2 separate regions of the Anser cygnoides genome follow, and region 1 is linked to region 2. A link is a contact called in public Hi-C data. All regions are on one chromosome and are shown on one strand. The core of a region is the stretch at or near the end of the contact, and the rest is flanking DNA. Distances in the headings are between cores, read along the strand shown. Region 1 overlaps LOC106038691 (a long non-coding RNA gene). Region 2 overlaps MKLN1 (muskelin 1).

Region 1 (6,407 bases), core at 3,848-6,347, 440 kb after region 2:
TGCCTTCAGGGATCTGAAAATTATTTGGACAAATTCACTGGGAGAGCATTCAGGAAAAAGTCACTGTATGTTTATCTTGTCATATTTTCCCTTAGGTCACTTCTGTCAACCATAATACCGGGCTAGAAGGCCATAGTGTGGTCATTTTTCTGTTGTTTTGTACAAATAAATACAACTCTTGTGTTTGCTTGGTTCCAGCCCAAAGTGCCTGAGACGAGCACATGAGTGGGATGGGAGTCAGCCCTGAAATGAGGGGCGACAAATGTTGCAAGAACACGACGAGCGTGAGAGCAGCCATATGGGATCAGACCAATGGTCTGCCTACAACATGGCCAGAAGCGATGTCTGGAATATGGGAACCTTCTCCCCTGGTGCTCTTCCAGTGCTTGGGAGTCATGGGCAAGCATGTCCAAAGACTACACAAGCCCACCCTGGCTCCTGGGGTTTGCTGACTCTGAGGTCTGTTGCAGCATCCATGTTGCATCGCCACTTGAACCAGGTAGGTACAGATGCCCCAGCCCCTTCTGCAGCCTCCTGTCCTCCTTGCAGTGAAGATCAAGGCTGTGAGACCAAGACAAGCACACAAACACTCATGGGAAGGTAGCTGGGAAAGCGGGTTATTTCCGCTCTCTGTCTTCAACTTGGTCTGAGCTGCTTGGAAAATAGGGTTGGACGGCTCTGGATGTAGCTGTCGGATGTTTTGAAACCTGTTTCTTGTACACTGGGTCCCAGCTATTCAGCATAAAACATCACAGTTAAATATCAGCAAGGAAGCAATGCAGAGATTCGTGGAGACATGCGGAATGATGAGGGACTGGTGTCGAGGGGGTTGGATCCTTACTAGGCACTGGGGAGGATAAACCAGGAGAGCCCAGAAAGCTCAAGGCAGAGGGCAGGTTTACAGCTGCGTGTTTACAGTAGTTACAGCTACTAAAAAGGTGTTTCTGGGCAAAACTTCCCTCCTTGGCTCACCTGTTTCAATCCCCAATTCCTCTTTATTAAAAGTAAATTAAAATAACAAAAAAGGTGCCCCTTTGTATTGGTGTCAGAGCATTATTTCTACTTTTTATGAGAGCAGAGTGGCAGTTTTCACGCAGGAACAACTCCGGACAGAGTTATTAAAAGATTAAAAAACACACCCCAAAAGGGAAAAAAAGAAATAAAAAGAAGAAAGAAAAAAAAAAAAAGAAATCCAGGCTGAAAAAACAAATATCCTTACCAGAACTCAGGGGCGTTTCTCATAACATCTTGCTTATGTTATGAAGTCTGATTTATTTATTTAAAGAAAAAAAAAAAAAGAGGATGAGGTAGACTTGAGCACTTTCCCGAGATTCATATGACCTGCTGATAAACCAGACTAAAAGTCTCTTACTGTAGCCTTGTGTAGTCCTGCAGGTTGCAAATGTTGGTTCCTCTAATGACAGGAGAGGCATTGCCTTGCTTATTTTTTTATATTTTATTTTATTTTATTTTATTTTATTTTATTTTATTTTATTTTATTTTATTTTATTTATTTTCAAGTTTGTGTCTCATTCTCTTCACAGCTCATAATTCACTCTTGGTATGGGTGTAAGCACACAGGAAAGGATATTGAGAGGAAAGGGGAAGGTCAAGACCCTGTGTCCAGCAATAGGCAGGTGCTCACCTTGTCCAGAAATGAAAAGTGAAGCAGCTACCTGCAGCCCCAAGCTGATATTTCAGGGCAATAACCTGAAAATAGTAAGGGAGTGTGGTTAGAAAAAAAAAAATAAATTAAAAAGCAGTGATTTCTCTTCAAGTCGATCTCAGTGGGAACTGCTGTCTGCAAAAGGATGGAGGATTTGGGGGTACTTGTGCAAAATTTGCTGTGCTGTGCTGGCTGCAAACAGCCTTGATATCTGCATGCTGGGTCCGTGCTGGCTTCAGCTTGCTGCGGTGGGATGCAATAAAGGTCGCTTTGTAAACCGTTTAGGTCTAACATCAAGCAGGGAAAGCAGATGTATTTGTATGGTTACTAATGTCTGCATGAGCCAGCAGATGCTAGGCATGTCTTAAATACCTTTACTGTATTTTTTTTTTTTTAAGGCGCCGAGGCTTATGGAGATGAAGTCAGTCGCAGAGGTGACCTGGGGACACGTGAATCACCTCGAAGCAGCCCTGGACTTTTGCCTCATGTCTATACCAGGTGTTTCACGGCACAGTTTGCTTTATGCATACCTCTTTCTTGAGATACCGGGAACCAAAAAAAAAAAGCAGGCTGTTTCATTTTCTCTCCGTTGGTCATTAAAATAGTATAGATGCTTTATAACACGCATGCCGCAGCTCAGGTCCAAATAGGGGTTAGGAGGAAACTCAGAGTGCTGGCAGTAAAAAAATACCAAAACAACCAAAACAACCCCCCCCCCCACTTCCCTCCTAATTACAGTTTGACATCATGAGCGGGCGAGCGAGTGGTATTTATTAATCTCATCCCCTGGAGCCAACAACACCGCCGAGTCAGGGTCCGGGAAAATCTCTGAGTCACATGGAGATGCAGAGCCAGGAAATGTCAGTGAAAGATAAAGAAGCAAATAAAGAAGTAAATATTAAGGCAAGAGAAATTGGAAGCTGGTGGCAGCTTCCTGGAAGAAGCCGCAAGCATTGAGAGGCAGCCTGGGCTGGCTGGGGCTAGGAGCAGACTGTAGTCTTGGGTTAAATGTCAGCGTGGAGCTTGGTTGGCAAACGAAGGCACATCTTGCCTCACGATGTAAAAGAGGAGCACTCAAGTCTGACCCACAGCCCTGGAATGTAAACTGGAGTCCTTCTTCTAATTGCAAAAGCAGCCAGTGCCTCTGCGGGGGGAGCGGGACCTGTTTCGGTCTCTGTTAGTTCTCATACCAGGTCCAATCTTGTGATTTATGGGCTAGGGCTGGACGATGCCAGTGGCTTTGGACTCCCGGTGGCTCCAAAGGCAAGTGGTTTCAGCTCAGGATTGGGCTGAGAGGGGGCTTTTGGTGTGAAGCACTGCTTTGGATGGGCAAAAATCACTGTGAATTCTGCCTGAGTTCAGCAAATGATTGCAGATGAAAAGAAAAAAGTGGGAAACATCATACATATATATTTTTTAAAGCTAGGATTCAGGCATCTTCTGACAGGCCCTGCCTCCTAAAGTTCATGCAGTTTTCTTCCATTCTTTGCTAGGGATGGGAGGTTTTTGTCTCTAGGCAAGCAGCAGAAAGGGGAAATTTGAGGAAAGATGCAGAGGAATCAAGGACCCGGGAGGCCCTGCTGCTCAGCATCGGCTGTCCCTGCCCCTGCAGGCTGAGCTCCAGGTGCTGGGTTGGGGTGTCTGAAACAACAAGATGCCAAGGCTGCGTGTGACTTTTGAAAAATTACACAGAAAATGTCTTTATATACATATACATATATATATATATATTCTCCTATTTTAAAGTCGAGGTTTCCCACAAGACCTTAATTATTTCAATGTACAACTCTGTATAAACAAGCAGAGAAACAGGTTAGCAGAGAATTAGACCTCTCTCCTGCACCAGTGGAGGGGAAACGTCTCTGTCTGAGGGCTTCAGGCAGAGCTGGCATGTGTTTGCCAGAGCTGCTGAAGACATTCGAGTTTCACTTCACTGTGGGAACTTCGGCTGTGGTCGAGCCTGCCGTCACTGGCAACATCACATAGTTTTGATGCAAAGCTTTTACTCGCATGGAGAAATTTATTATTTTTTTCTTCTACAACTGCAGCCCTGGCTGGGGAAATGAAGGATGGGGCCTTTGCACGGCTCTGGTTATAACACTGGTTATGTCTGACCATGAGGCAGAAAGCAGACGTTTTCACTTTTCTATCTCTACTCCTTGTATGCAGCAGCAAACTGCAGCCCGCAGCGAGGAGGAAGTTGCTGTTTTAGATTTCCTTTCAGGTGCAGCCTCTTACGGCGTGACTCATTTTGTGTTTATCATTGACACATGACTGCTTCTTTCCTTCTTTCTTTCTTTCTTTCTTTTTCTTTCTTTCTTTCTTTCTTTCTTTCTTTCTTTCTTTCTTTCTTTCTTTCTTTCTTTCTTTCTTTCTTTCTTTCTTTCTTTCTTTCTTTCTTTCTTTCTTTCTTTCTTTCTTTCTTTCTTTCTTTCTTTCTTTCTTTCTTTCTTTCTTTCTTTCTTTCTTTCTTTCTTTCTTTCTTTCTTTTTCTTTCTTTTTCTTTTCTTTCTTTCTTTCTTTCTTTTTCTTTCTTTCTTTCTTTCTTTCTTTCTTTCTTTCTTTCTTTCTTTTTCTCTTTTTTCTCTCTCTCTCTCACTCTTTCTTTCTTTCTCTTTTTCTTTCTTTCTTTTTCCTTCTCTTTCTTTTTCTCTCTCTCTCTCTCGCTCTCTTTCTTTCTTTTTCTTTCTTTCTTTCTTTCTCTTTCTCTCCTTCTCTCTTTCTCTCTTTCTTTCTTTTCCTTCCCTCCTTCCTTCCTTCCTTCCTTCCTTCCTTCCTTCCTTCCTTCCTTCCTTCCTTCCTTCCTTCCTTCCTTCCTTCCTTCCTTCCTTCCTTCCTTCCTTCCTTCCTTCCTTCCTTCCTTCCTTCCTTCTCTCTTTCCTCATAGTTTGGTCTGAAATAACTAGCTCTTTAACTTCTGAGGATGTCTTTTGCAGCTGATGTGTATGTGAAACATAAAGAACCACGGCCAGGAGCTGACTCATCTCCACTTCCCATGGTTCTGTCTACACTGCACCACACCTAGGCTGAAGGCAGGACCAATGCTGCATGCACTAGCCAGAGTGAAGGAAAAGTTTGGCAATGAATTAGTGGGAGAGAAGAGGGAATGTGGATACAGTGCTTTTGGTCTACTCAAATCATGATATTTTCTGTGTCCTGTGGTAGCCATGGGACTGGGGGCCCTGTGGCATGGGGATCTCTTTGCTGTTTGACACTTCTCTGGACAAACTAAGAGCAAACCTTCATCCCCAAGCATGCACAGCCCCAAGGGAAAGAGGCAAAACTGTGCCCAGAGATGTAGAGGGACCCAAGAAGTCCAGATCTAAATGGTTTAGGCAGCCAGAAACTGCAGTCACTGCTATCAGAGCATGCCATCCCCTCTTCTGCTGCCCGTCCCCCTACCACGTGTGGCTCCTTCTCCCACTGACTCCTACATCTGCATGGCCTCGACAACATAACCCTCCGACAAGGTCTGAAGTGAGTGGATTCAGTTGCATCTCACATGCCTCGCTGCTCAGTCCCATGATTTTGCATTGTTGTTTCAGGTTCTTCTTCCTTTTTGTCCTCATTTTGCTCTTTTGAACCTTCTCTGACCTCTTATGGGGCTTATTTCTGCCTCATGCCAACTTCTGGTAGGCTCTGGAAGGCTGTTTCTCTCAAGGTTGATGGTGGATAAGTCAGGAAAGGTTGTCGTAATATCTTGTAAGCACATGTAGAAATATAAACTTTGATTAAAAAAAGAATTCAGGTGTTTGCAATTTCCTTTTTTGGCTGACTCTAAAGAAATCTCTGTCCCATTTTGAAGCACAGTGAAAACAAGGGGAAGCACCGGTTTTCTCGGATGCTTCATCATATCTGATATGTTGAAAGTGATTTTGAAATCACCCTAAACTGAGATCAAAGGCTTCTGCAAGGTAATAACTCTGAAGCCCAAATTAATGCAGTTCAGAAGATGGTTAATGATTAAATGACAACTTCAGCATTGAGTTCTCTGGTTCATTAGCACCATATGATTTCAGATTGCTCCAATATCTTGGTGGCCCTGAAATCCCAGCCATATCTTTCATTCCTGTAGCCCAACTGAAAAAAAAAAAAAAAAGCCATGGGAGATAATAGCAACATTTCTGATTGCTCTCTCTAGGAGAGAGCCAAACCACATGGCACACTGTGTATTACGACACGACGGGAAGGTTAAACCAGGACTTGACCGATCACAGATGGTCACCTGTCCATCTAAAAGGATCAGTCACCCTCAAGGGGCTTTGCAGTGTTTTTATTTAGCCCAGAGGGCATGCATCTATCTCGCCATGTGATTTTTAAGCTAAAATCGGCACCCCTAAAATTGTTGGAGGCTGTCCTCTCTTCCTTTGGATACTTACAGTGTTGGTGTCTTCATGTGAGCCTGATGTCTGAGCTCCTAAGTACTCACTGGACATCTAGGGTAGCTTTCAATTGCCTGGATGCCAATGTCTGCTGCCACCTTAGTCTCTGTGATCAATCCTGCCTGGTCTTCAGCTTCTGTGCTAGAAGAGCAGATGTCCCCTGTGTTCCTGTATCACATCTGTCAGTCTTGAGCAAGTGTCTCAGATACCTTTGGGCACTGCAAAAGTTTCCAGATGTTTAAGCACCTGTATCCTGCCCCTACTTGGTATCTAGATCTTGGGATCTAGAAAGCTAATTCCACGCATAAGTATCTAGGACCACTTGAAAGGCATCCTGTGTGGGTTCCAGGTGTCTCTCC
Region 2 (5,842 bases), core at 2,003-4,502:
AAGAAGAGCTGAGAAAGGAAAGCACCAAATCTTATTTGGAGTCAGATGTCCCAACCATTGCTGTGACTGATCTTCTATCAATCCAGAGACACCAATCACAGAAACACTGACTATGGCTGTATGCAGAGTTCATTAGTTTGAAGGTAGCTCAAATGAAGTAGTCTTTAACAGCCTTTCTGAGAGTTTCAGATGCAACATCTTTGAAATGCAAAACTATATTTGCAGAATGAGGCAAATCTCAAGGAATGTGGAAGTGTTAAAAAAAAAGACGTAGTTTCTTCATTTTTTTTTTCTTCACATCATTTCGTATTTCAGGCTCTGAACTGCTGATATTAAACAGACACAAAGGGTCTTCAAATTCTGAGGTTCAAGAAGCTTAACAAGCTACCTTTCTACACAGCTTTAAAAATAATCACTCAAAACAATGTATTCTACATCCCACTGATGTAGGCTCTCCTTATTTATATCAGAGGAGTTTAGAAAGGTCATTTGAACAGAGGTTTCTAAAAATAAGACTCTTCAAAACAAGCACATCAAACAGCTCTTCAGACAAAGCTGGGCAACTGCCACGATTTAGAAACCTTCAAAATAATTTACAGAATTTTGCTCTCAATCTCATGGTACTTTACACTTCAAGGATGGAACAGTATTTACAGCCTACCACTAACACGTGCAACGAAGACGAACAACACAAGTTCTCCAGACATTGCACCCATTCTTCCTCAAATTCCCCCCTCCACCTGCAAACTTTCCCATATTTAATTAACATCCTACGGAATGATAATTATATTTGTCTTTTTCAGTTCAGGCTGTTTTAAACTGGGTAAAACAAATTATTATGTTTAATCACATAATATCCCTGAAATTTGAAGTAAATTTGTCACTAATTTAAATTCATAGATAATGAAATTACAGAAACCTAATCCTTGGGTTTAGGTTTTTATCGGTTAACTTGCACAATGCCCTAAGTTTACTCATCAGTCATGCATACACTATAAACAATTTTAAGTATAATTAAGCATGTATTTGTCCATTAAAATCAGATAGTTCTAAAGAATGATTTTTGCTTCTGACATGCTGGGGAAGGTAAGGCACTTGCTACAGCAGATTCTTCACAGAATCAAAACAAAGTGTTCAAACACGCTTTCTCACAGAAATGTAGAGTACTTGGAAGGATGAATGCAAAAGTTTTGTTTTTTTTCTTTAGTTTAAAGAAAACTCCAGTTGCTAGCAGGTTTTTAGATCCAGCCCCGGAAGATAATGCACAAAACTTCAGGTGTTTTCAAGTATGAGAACAGTCAGTAGCTAGCTGCTGGACAAAATCTGTAGGTTTAGTAAAATTCACTGCCTGCACTTTGATTGCGTGTAGGAGCCATCACATTTCATTTGCACTGACGGGAAAAGTACCTTAACTGCTTGTTTCAAAACACAACAATGAGTTAACTGAAATTTACCCACCAGATTAATCCAAACAGGAACATCAGACAAAAAACTGTATTAAGTCGTACTGCCTGCGAAGAATCAACCATGCTGGATGAGCAACAAGAGTGAAATCATTGTGTATGTATCTAAACCCTCATACCTTGTGCAACTCGTCGTACACCAGTTGATGGGCAAACCTTGGGCAGGGCTCCTCCTCCTGAAGGCTTTTACCTGGATTCTCTTTTGCTGCTTGGTCATTTTTATAGACACAAGACCTGCAATATATAACAATAAGTAATGATTGATAGTACCTCGGTGGTATCTTCAGATGTTGCATTACTTGGTAGCAGAACGGTCACTATGAAATATTTTTCATTATGGAGAATAGCATCTTGGACACATCAGAGATATGGGAAACCTAGGCCACAAACTTTATCAAAACTATGATTTCAATCACTGATTTCCATGCAGAATTAAGTTTTTTTCCAACTGAAGACCCATTTTTAAAAAACAGCACACATGCCTTCAGAGTGACTGGCCTCATGTTAGAAAGAACTTAAATACAACAATGCTGCCAGCTCCAGAAAGGGGTAGTGGCAGCCAATTACCAAATACCATATAGCAAATAGATGGAGATGTTTTCTCAGAATACAAAATCTAGCAGCCACCTGATGAAATACTGAATCCAGACAGGAAAGAGCCGATAGCTCTAGCATGAACTTTTCTCCATCCCCATTCATAAAGGGAGGAACGGTTTCCTTCACTTCTAATAAACAGTACCATGTACGCTGGAATTAACAACTTCCATTTTGACTGAATTTGTTGCACTGACAATGAACCCTGGCCTTGAGCATTTCCTACAGGAAAAATTTAATATAAGGACTTACTTCTCCTCCATCCTCCAGTAAAGGAAGAGCTCATACAGCTTCCCCCTTTCATGTGTCTTTTTTCTAAAGACTCTGGGAGAGGTGCCTGAAGGGAACTCAGTTGTCTTTAAGATTAACAACCACTGCATGGTTATAAGTAGTTATTGAGTTACTTGGGAGGTATGATCGTGTGGGATTGCTTTCTAAAGAAACCCGCGTGGAGGTTAGAAATAGTACTCCTTTCATCAACTTACCAGCTGTTCCTCACAATGTCATAAATCCAGAAAGAATTCCTTACATTCTCTTCCCGCTTCTCCTTGTCTTTACTGAGCCCTGACAAGACATGGATTTCATTCAGTTCTGGATCAATGGTAGCCCTTTGAGTGAAACCTGTCATTGGAACTGACAAAAAGAGAAGTTACACACTAAAAATGCAGGAGTACACAAGAAAGGATCCAAGCACCAGACAAAAGCATTTTTCTCCCTCTGAACTTCAGCACATTTTCCGATTTCCATGGTGCAAGCAGGAGATTTCATTTAACTAACTTCTCAGTATTCTGGGATAAAGAGCATCTTACATCTAACCTCACTACCTAGTTCCCCTATTTTCTTCTTTTTAAGTACTTTCACCTCTTCATCTGTCACATAAAACCAATTCCAATGGACTGAGTGAAGCCAAGCCAGTATTTTTTTTTCCTCTTTCAGTATTCTTGTTAACTGCCACAACTTAAAACTGAAGCAGCACATCTCTAAAAGAGGAGCTGTGTAGAAGTCACCAAGCAAACAATTTACTTCTCGCGTGTGCCCTCCAAAACCACATGAGAGGGACCAGAGCAAGAAACGTCACCCAGAAGCTGACTCCTTCCTTCCCCCATAAGGGTAGGTCCTGGGTAACTTTGCTCATTCCTTTCCTCTTTGTGATGCCTGGAGGCACAGAAAAAACATCCAGAGAGCTGCTGTTTCCTAGGGCGAGATATGGACAGGGCTTTGGGAAACTCTGTCTCCAAAATTAGAATAAAACTGCATTGCAATAGAGCTAGGCAATCCCTGCAAGATATGAATGGAATAATTATTATTAGCTCATCTGTAAAAGGAAGCATTGATTCCCACATAACTGAAAAAGCTGGAAACTCAAAAAAATTCAAGATGAACTCACAACTACATAGCTCACAGCTTTGTGTTGCTTCTTTTAGGAAAAATATTTCAAGGAAAGGGTTGTTTTGTTTTTGGTATTTTCTGAATACTTATGGTATAATTATCAGGCTATTCTTCTGCTCCACCTTCAGGTTCAGAAGTATGGTGAAATACTGAGGATTCCAGCAGTTTTCATCATAATTCCCCGAAAAAAGGTCAGCAAATTTGTTTGGCAGTCCTTTTTGTTTGTTGTATAATTCCCATTTCCTGTTTCCCTAGGCAACCATCCTTCCAAAATGTATTTGTGAAGAGCACGTGATCTTTGTTTACAGATCCTGTTTGTCTCATTTCTCTTTCTGGGTCAGTTTACAAAGGCTGGTAAAGGGTCCTGGCCTCCGATCAAGATTTTGGCATGAAAAATTCTCAGAACTCTTGTATTTTGCAAATTCTTCCCTGCAATTAACTGTGAACGACACACACGGCCTAGAAAACAAGCCCTGTGCTAATAAAGCCGTTTAATATCGCTGTTTAAGGATACACAAACCGGTATTTTGTAAGCCTCTTCTGTAATAGGTTTTGGTCTCATGCTTCTCTGTTTTCATTTGGTGCGCCAGGAAAGTAATAAATGTCAATGTAAAAATTCTGGGCAGCATTTGGTTTTCTACAGCATAAGCCCTTACCAAAATCTTTAGTAAAGCCAAAAAATAAACATTTCTTAAAATGCTTAATTCTTATGTAAACCTAAGCAGAAACTGAAATATATTGGGGTATTTCATTTTCAGAGCCCTGTTGACAAACTCCTTGCTTATTGTTTTTATGGAAAAGCCTTCAGAGCCCTCATCAGCATCAGCCTCCCTGTTTTGACCTTCAATTTTGCCATGAAGTTTAAAGGAAAATTCATCCGGTTTATAAGCAAATTGGTACAGAGCAGAGGAAAAAAAAAGCAAGGAACAATGCTGGCACAAGAACACCTACGTACCTTGTTTGAGCTGCAAAACCACAAGGAAGCTTTTTAATCCAACTAAAGAGTACTGTGAAAGTCACCCAATAAAGAAATCGAGAGCAAAAAGACAATCGAAGACCAAAAATCGTTAATTTTTAGTAAGTATCATGTAACGTGTTTCTTTGCATAGTCAGGGACTGAATTGTTGACCCAGAAGGATTAAACTCAAGGCATATTTGAGATATTTTTGGCAGGAGAGCCATCTAAATTTGATCAGCAATGCTAATGTAGATGGCAAATGTCTATGCAACCCTATCTGCTGCTTTGAACATTCGAGACCATGCCGTGTTTTTAGAAAAAAAAAAAAGCATGCAAATCTTCAGAGCATTAATACCTCAGGCTCACTGAAATGAAAATTATTATAATCATGAAGAATATGGTTAGCATATTACCATTGATACAGAAAGCATATGAAACTCGTCTACGGAAGTCTCATCCCTCCTCCTGAAATATCGTTAAATAAATGCATTTTGTATCTAGCTTATGCTTGATTTTCTGAAGCTGAAATTATTATTTAAATAACGAAGGAGGGAAAAGTCTCCAAAGTTCAGTGCCTCTGTTTTTTAATCTTGGTAATAAAATATGATTCATCTGCAGTAACTGCAATCAAAACCAAATTCAAGTCAAGTAATTCCGAGCTTCCCTCAGCAGTACATTAATCTCCTCTTGAGACTGTTCCAAATGCAGAAAGTCTAGAAAAAAATTATACCCAAAAATATATATAATATGGATTTAGTAGGGGCCTAAGACAAGGAACAACTTGCAAAAACTCTGACCTTAGTAACTGTATAGAAGTCATACTGAAGCAGTGCCTTAGACGACACAAAGCTGGAATCCAGTCTTTTGCAGAAGACAACCAAAAGTTAGATGCAATATAATTAAACAAAACCCCCACAAATTTGATGAACAAGTCCCTAAATATAAATCAAAGGAAATAAGGCAAGCTACTACACAGTAGGAGGGAGATGCTGCGATACTTTAAAGACAACAGAAACATCAAAAAGATGTTTGCCAATGAATTCCGACCCTTGATAGAGCAAAAGGGCTACAGAAAACGAAGAGTAACAAACACTTCCACTAGGGGGTAAGAGAGCTTCATCATTTGCAAGTGCAGCTGACTTGCAGTCGATGCTGGATGGAATTCAAATCATTGAGGTCAGCATATTAGAGAGGGACAAGGGCTGTAAACTTGCGAGAAGTCCCCGTGATATTTAGCTAATAAAATGTATGCTGGGATGGAAATCTCGTTTCGCATGCAAGACGTTAAATCGAACCTGTAATGGATTGCTTAGGATGTTTGGTTTTTGTGTTTGTTTTTGGTGTTGGCTTTTGTTTATTTTAAATCTTAAGACTCAATAAAAAGTCATACCACAGGATAAGAATCAGACCAGTAATGCCAAGGGACTGCAGGAACTAC

Evidence for each region. Hi-C and Micro-C count contacts between places; a contact is called where the count stands out from the background.
Region 1: a contact with region 2 is called in a Hi-C map of liver, with 3 times the contacts expected there. The contact joins two enhancer-like sites. A contact is called at or near these places in 2 of 7 Hi-C or Micro-C datasets (both in liver).

What each region holds. Positions count from the first base shown.
Region 1 is chr1:4,083,759-4,090,165 of Taihu_goose_T2T_genome, forward strand. It overlaps LOC106038691 (a long non-coding RNA gene), which reads left to right. Exons shown (of 3, transcript XR_007162806.2): 2 at 199-499; 3 at 2,065-2,177. Among named protein-coding and RNA genes, the nearest start is that of PFKFB3, 65 kb to the left of the region's middle. Within about 2 kb of position 5,098, at least 1 of the 3 cell types and tissues checked has open chromatin away from gene starts, as enhancers often do. A contact at or near this core is called in liver, where this site is marked.
Region 2 is chr1:3,643,944-3,649,785 of Taihu_goose_T2T_genome, forward strand. It overlaps MKLN1 (muskelin 1), which reads right to left. Exons shown (of 17, transcript XM_067001431.1): 13 at 2,543-2,690; 14 at 1,583-1,697. Among named protein-coding and RNA genes, the nearest start is that of PODXL, 70 kb to the left of the region's middle. Within about 2 kb of position 3,253, at least 1 of the 3 cell types and tissues checked has open chromatin away from gene starts, as enhancers often do. A contact at or near this core is called in liver, where this site is marked.